Linked DNA regions of Bos taurus: region 2 is linked to region 1. A link is a contact called in public Hi-C data. All regions are on one chromosome and are shown on one strand. Each heading gives the region's core, a stretch centred on a gene start, on an enhancer-like site or on the middle of the called end of the contact. The rest is flanking DNA. Distances are from core to core; before and after follow the strand shown.

Region 1 (2,974 bases), core at 348-2,847:
GCTTTGTTCATGGTGATGTTTTCTAAGGCCCACTTGACTTCACATTCCAGGATGTCTGGCTCTAGGTCAGTGATCAGACCATTGTGATTATCTGGGTCATGAAGATCTTTTTTGTACAGTTCTTCTGTGTATTCTTGCCATCTCTTCTTAATATCTTCTGCTTCTGTTAGGTCCATACCATTTCTGTCCTTTATTGAGCTCATCTTTGCATGAAATGTTCCTTTGGTATCTCTGATTTTCTTGAAGAGATCCCTAGTCTTTCCCATTCTGTTGTTTTCCTCTATTTCTTTTATTATATTATACTTTATAGTATATTTTATTGATTTATGTATTTATGAAAGTCAAGGTATTAGTTGCTGAGTCACATCCAACTCTTTGAAATCCCATGGACTATAGCCCACCAGGCCCCTCTGTCCATGGGATTCTTCAGGCAAGAATACTGGGGTGGGTAGACACTGTCTTCTCCAGGGGATCTTCCCAACCCAGGATCAAACCTGGGTCTCCCACATTGCAGGCAGATTCCTTACTGTCTGAGTCCCCAGGGAAGCCCATATATATTTATAAATATTTCATATTTTATACACATACATATGTTCCAGAGTTCATTCTGTTACACAGCCAGGACAACAAAGTAGGGAATTAAATTTCAAGTAATAATGTTTTGTCACATTTTCCAACTTTAACACTATTTTCACAACACTCTGAAGGCTTCCTGGGCTAACTCTACCTGATTCTAGACACAAATAGTGACATGGATCTTGGTAAATTAGAACTGGTGATAAACACACAAACAATGAAAACTGTCACATAGGAGTTTTTGTCTCTAACCCAAATGACATCCAATTTTGGCTTTTCTGAGTACTGTTTGAGGACACTATAATAGCTAGCTTTTCTGAAAGAAACTTGATTGTAAGTAAAAATTATCAGATATGAGCCGATGGGAAATTCTGACTCATAACCTAACCACAGGAAAAAAGTCTCTCCCCAAGTAAAGGAGTTAACAAAGGAAGCAGGAGAAGGCAGATCAAAAGAATCTGTTCGCATTTTCATGGATAATTCAGCAGGTAACAAGTCTTGTGAGATAAGGAAAAGAGACTGTGATTCCTAAACTGGGACTCTTGCCCTGTGAAGTCAGTAAAATATGGACTTAAATGAGATAGGTAGGTTGGAGATGAAAATGGCAACCCACTCCAGTATTCTTGCCTGGGAAATCTCACGTACAGAGGAGCTTGGCAGGCGACAGGCCATGAGGTCACAAAGAGTCGGGCACAACTGATTGACTAAGAAACAACAAAGGTAGTAAGGTAGGAGGGTGCTGGGATAGGAGCCTGTCTAAATTTTTTTTTTTCCCAGTGAGCTCCTGAAAGCCCAAGACAAATGGGTCTTGATGAAAAATGGAGACAGTCGGCAACCAGATCCTCTCATCATTTGCATCTCAAGCCTCTAACTTGTGGTCACGTGACAAGCAAATGAAGAAAAATTGGCAATAACCATTAACTGGAAAGAAAAAAACATAATTACACTGAGTCAGGATCAGACAGTTGCAGAGAAGGTACCAGTTCTTCAGGCAGAAATCTGAACATCAGAGCCAAAGAGAATGGTGACGGTGAACACAGATGCAATGGATAAAGACACGACCAGGTTTAAGATCGTCTTCACCTTGGTGGTCTCTGCAATAGAGTGCCTCATTGGCATTGCTGGGAATGGCCTCATCACCGTCATCCATGGAGCCGAGTGGGTCAGAGGCAAAAGACTCCCCATTGGACTGCATTCTGCTCATGCTGAGCTTTTCCAGGCTCTTGCTACAGATTTGGATGATGCTGGAAAACACGTACAGTCTGCTGTTCTGGGTCATCTACAATGAAAAAAGAGTATACATACTTTTCAAAACCATCATCATGTTTCTGAACTACTCCAACCTCTGGCTTGCTGCCTGGCTCAATATCTTCTATTGTCTTAGAATCGCAAGCTTTACTCACCCGTGGTTCTCCGTGATGAAAAGGAAGGTCATGTGGCTGATGCCTGGGCTTGTGAGGCTGTCCTTGTTCTTCTCCTTTTGCTCCAGCTTTCCCTTCTCTAAAGGTATATTCAACGTGTATGTGAACAATTCCGTCCCCATCCCCTCCTCCAACTCCACTGAGAAGGTGTACTTCTCCGAGACCAACATGGGCAACTTGGTTACCACCCTTTACCTGGGGATCTTCATCCCTCTGATCATGTCTATGCTGGTGGCCACCCTGCTGATCATCTCTCTCAAAAGACACACCTTCCACATGAAAAGCAATGCCACTGGCTCCAGGGACCCCAGCATGGAGGCTCACCTGGGGGCCATCAGAGCCATCAGCTATTTTCTCATTTTCTACATTCTCAATGCAGTTGCTCTGTTTTTTTTCCATATCCAACATCTTTGCCGCCAACAGCTCCTGGAATATTTTATGCAAAATCATCATGGCTGCCTACCCTGCTGGCCACTCAGTGCTACTGATCTTGGGCAACCCTGGGCTGAAAAGGGCATGGAAGCAGTTTCAGCACCAAGTTCATCTCTACCTGTAAGGGCAAACCCACAGGGGACCACAGGATCTGCTCCAATCAAGCTCTGACTTCTCCTCTCCTTGACCTCTTTCCCCACCCATCTTTTCTTCCCTAATCTGCTCTGACACTTCTCAGGTAACTGGATTCATTCATGAATGTGAAGCTGAATTTTTTCACTTGAGATTCTAAGTAGAAGTAGCTAAACCACTCTAAGATGGATTTATGAAAGCTCCTTAATCTATGGTCATTTGCATGCTGTCCTTAGATCTTCTCTGCTTCCTCCCCCACTGAACCTTAAGGAGAGGGTGACCAGATATTTCTGTTTGCCTGGGATGAGCTCTGTTTGCGCCTGTTGGCAGTTTTCATCCTTTCATTTCCAAGGATAGCTTGGTCTGGATGAAAAATTATATGGTCACCCTACTTAAGGAACCCTACTAACCCA
Region 2 (2,974 bases), core at 137-2,636, 170 kb after region 1:
CATTGAAGCTTTCCCCATGGGGTGAAGCCTGACCCCCCCAGTCCCATTCAGGAGGCTCTGACTCACCTCCCCTCCCCTCACCCTCCCGGAGGAGACACTTCCAGTTTTTCCAGCTCTTTTCTCTGCTCCTCCACCCACCTCACCATTCAGCCTTGAGCCACCCCAGATGCCCCCTGACACTCACCCCATCCTCTGGGGGATCCAGGAGCCAGCCCAGCTCTTCCTGTGCCATGCTAGTATCCATTAGAGTGACTGAAGGTGGAGAGAAAGGGGGCTGTCATCTCTGGGGGAGGCCCCACACGTGCAACTCACATTCCTCCTCCTGGGCCCGTAGCCCTGAGGCTTCAGCATCCTGTACCCTCACAGCTGTGAGTTCCTGAGGTTTAGGGGATGAAAACCTCCCCGGAAGGAGGATTGAAGAAGAGCTCCAGGGCTTAGACTGTCTTCCTCCCGAGTGTGAAGGGAGAAAGGCAGAGTGGGGCAAGGGTTGGAGGGCTGAACCTTTGGCCAAAGTCAACGGCAGGAAGAGCAGTCCCAGAGACACTGAGCAGCCTCTCACTCGGTAGGGACCATCAGGTGTAGAAATGGAGGGGCCGGTGGACAAGAGAGGAGCTTGGCTGCTGGGGGTCGTTGAGTGGGTAGGATGTGGACAGGGGACTCTGGAGGGGCATCCTGGGTGGGGAGGCTGCCTTCCCCTGGCAAAGGGCCTGGCCTGCCCGTCATTGAGGTGGTGGAGTGGGGGTACAGGCACAGCCAAGAGTCTGGGAAGCGGGGATAGCAGGATCACAGAGCATGCAAGTGTCCACAGGAAAGGCTTGACCTCTGCAGCCAGGAGCCCCTGCACCTAACCCACCCCCAGCTGCAGGTCCCTCTGTCCCCGGGCTTAAGATGGCATAAGGGCACTTCCACCTCCGACTTCCAAAGGTTCAGATCTCTGGGTTGGGAGCCTGAGGCTGGGACTGCTTGGGAATGGAGAGTCCCCAAGATTGCTGGGATGGGAGGCTGCTTCCAGCAGAAACTCACTCTCCACCCCAACCCCACCCAGGAGCAAACTGCTGGCCAGCAGGGAAAGGGGTGAGTGACCCGGGAAAGCAGCTGTTTGGGGTTAAAGGCCAAAGACTGGCCTGGCCAGTCGATCGCCTGGCAGCCGGGCAAAACGAGAGCGCTGGAGAGGGGCTGCGAGGAGAGGGCCTCTCTGGAATGCCGGCTCCCAGGGGAGGAGGGGGTGGGGCGGGGCGGGGCGGGGCGGGGGTCTGTACCTTCCTCGGCGCGCGCCCCCGGGGGCAGCGGGGCGCAGAGCAGCAGCAGCAGCAGCAGCCCGAGCCCCAGGGGCCAGCGCCGCTCCATGGCGCTGGGCCGGGACCTGGGACCGCGGACCGGATGGCGGGGCCAGGTCGCGAGAACTGGGCTAGCCGGGCCGGCCGGGCCGGGGCGGGGAGGGGGCGGGGCCAGCGCCCGGGGCGGAGTCCCGGCCTCACCTGGATCACCTTCTTAAAGGGACAGGAGGGCAGGAAGGAAACTTGTAAAACAGGCCATAAACTTCAAAAAAACCGGAGGCGCCTTGACCGGAACGAGACTGCGGGCGCCGCCTAGTGGGTGGGATTGGGAATCGACTTGGCTCCGTGCTCCTTTGGACCCTAAACCCATCCCTGTCTCCAACCGGCCTTTGGCCTAACTACAGCCTGGTGTCCCCTCCCTTCTCTCTTTCTTCAGGGCCCAGCGCTGTAATAGACACCGGCAGGGGGAAAGCAGGGTAAAGAGACGCGTCTTGATGTTCCCGTCGGGGAGGCTTAGGTGACCATCTTGCAAGGCGAGGTTGGTTGGAAGCAAGTCCGGGCGGGGGCTCGGTAGGTGAGTCTTGAGGGAGGAGACTTGGGTGAGCTGGGTTTTCTGGGTGGCAGAGATTGGGCAAGGCATGAGCGATGGCCCGAGGGCAGGGAGCCTCAAGGTGCCTCTGGGAGTGGTAAGGGACCAGTCTGACTGCTGGGTTCAGGACTCTCGTCCTGGGAACCAGGCGGGAAAGGCAGGTGTGGGCCCAGGCAGGGAAGGTCTTGGTAAACGCGTGGAGTTTGCACGTTGCCGTGCACTTTACAGAGCGATGGGAGAAACTGGTGAGGGCTTCTGAACGCCAGTGGTAACAGGAGCTACTGGTGTAGACCCACGGCCCTCTCCCCTGTCGGAGACTTTGTTGTTTTAGTTGCTCAGTCGTGTCCCACTCTTTGCGACCCCACGGACTGTAGTTTGCCAGGCTCCTCTGTCCCTGGGATTTCTCAGGCAAGAATACTTGAGCGGGTTGTCATTTCCTTCTCCAGGGGATCTTCCCTACCCAGGGATCAAACCCTCATCTCCTGCATTGGCAGGCGAATTCTTTACCACTGAGCCACCTGGGAAGCCCCTGTTGGAGAGTGCCTCCCAGTATATTCAATACATGTTTCTTCAGTTTCCACTCTGCTTGCGAGCAAGCTCTGAAAGCTTCAAAAAAGAATCCTTGCTCTAAACAAACTATTGTCTGAGGAGTGTTTGCAGGGGCTGGGGCATAAAGCAAGAGCAGAGATGGCTAAAGTGACAGACAGGAGGCACACATTAGGGGTGACAGTGGCTCCAAAGGGAGTGATCACCTACTGAGGACCGGTGGTCAGTCCATGCCTGGGGCCTCTCCTTCCTGCAGCCCTCTCTGGCTCCATCTCATCTGGCTGACTCATTCATAGTTTTTCTATCATTTGAATTGTTGCATGTTTTGGTCACCATGGGGGGAAGGGAGGTGGTGCATTTTAGGTGCTTATTTTGTTTCAAAAAACTAATCCTTCTCATATTTCTTTTTTTACATACAGATAAGGACAGGAGGAAAATGGCTCATAATTTCCTGGCCCAGGCTAGCCTCATTGGCATAAATAAATAAATGGAATCCAAGTACATTGGTTAGAAAATTCACATGGAACAGAAAAGAAACAAAACGGAAAGTAGGATCCTCTCT

Evidence for each region. A called contact is a pair of places that touch in the nucleus more often than the background predicts.
Region 2: a contact with region 1 is called in a Hi-C map of an unstated tissue, with 4 times the contacts expected there. The contact joins the promoter of EPHA1 here to the promoter of TAS2R40 in region 1. A contact is called at or near these places in 4 of 11 Hi-C or Micro-C datasets (blood, liver, skin fibroblasts and 1 more).

Annotation. Positions count from the first base shown.
Region 1 is chr4:106,630,023-106,632,996 of ARS-UCD2.0, forward strand. It overlaps TAS2R40 (taste 2 receptor member 40), which reads left to right and starts at 1,598. Exons shown (of 3, transcript XM_010804639.4): 1 at 1,598-1,761; 2 at 1,763-2,384; 3 at 2,386-2,660. The coding sequence starts at 1,598. The coding sequence ends at 2,553.
Region 2 is chr4:106,802,928-106,805,901 of ARS-UCD2.0, forward strand. It overlaps EPHA1 (EPH receptor A1), which reads right to left and starts at 1,387. Exons shown (of 18, transcript NM_001144095.1): 1 at 1,260-1,387; 2 at 185-252. The coding sequence starts at 1,347.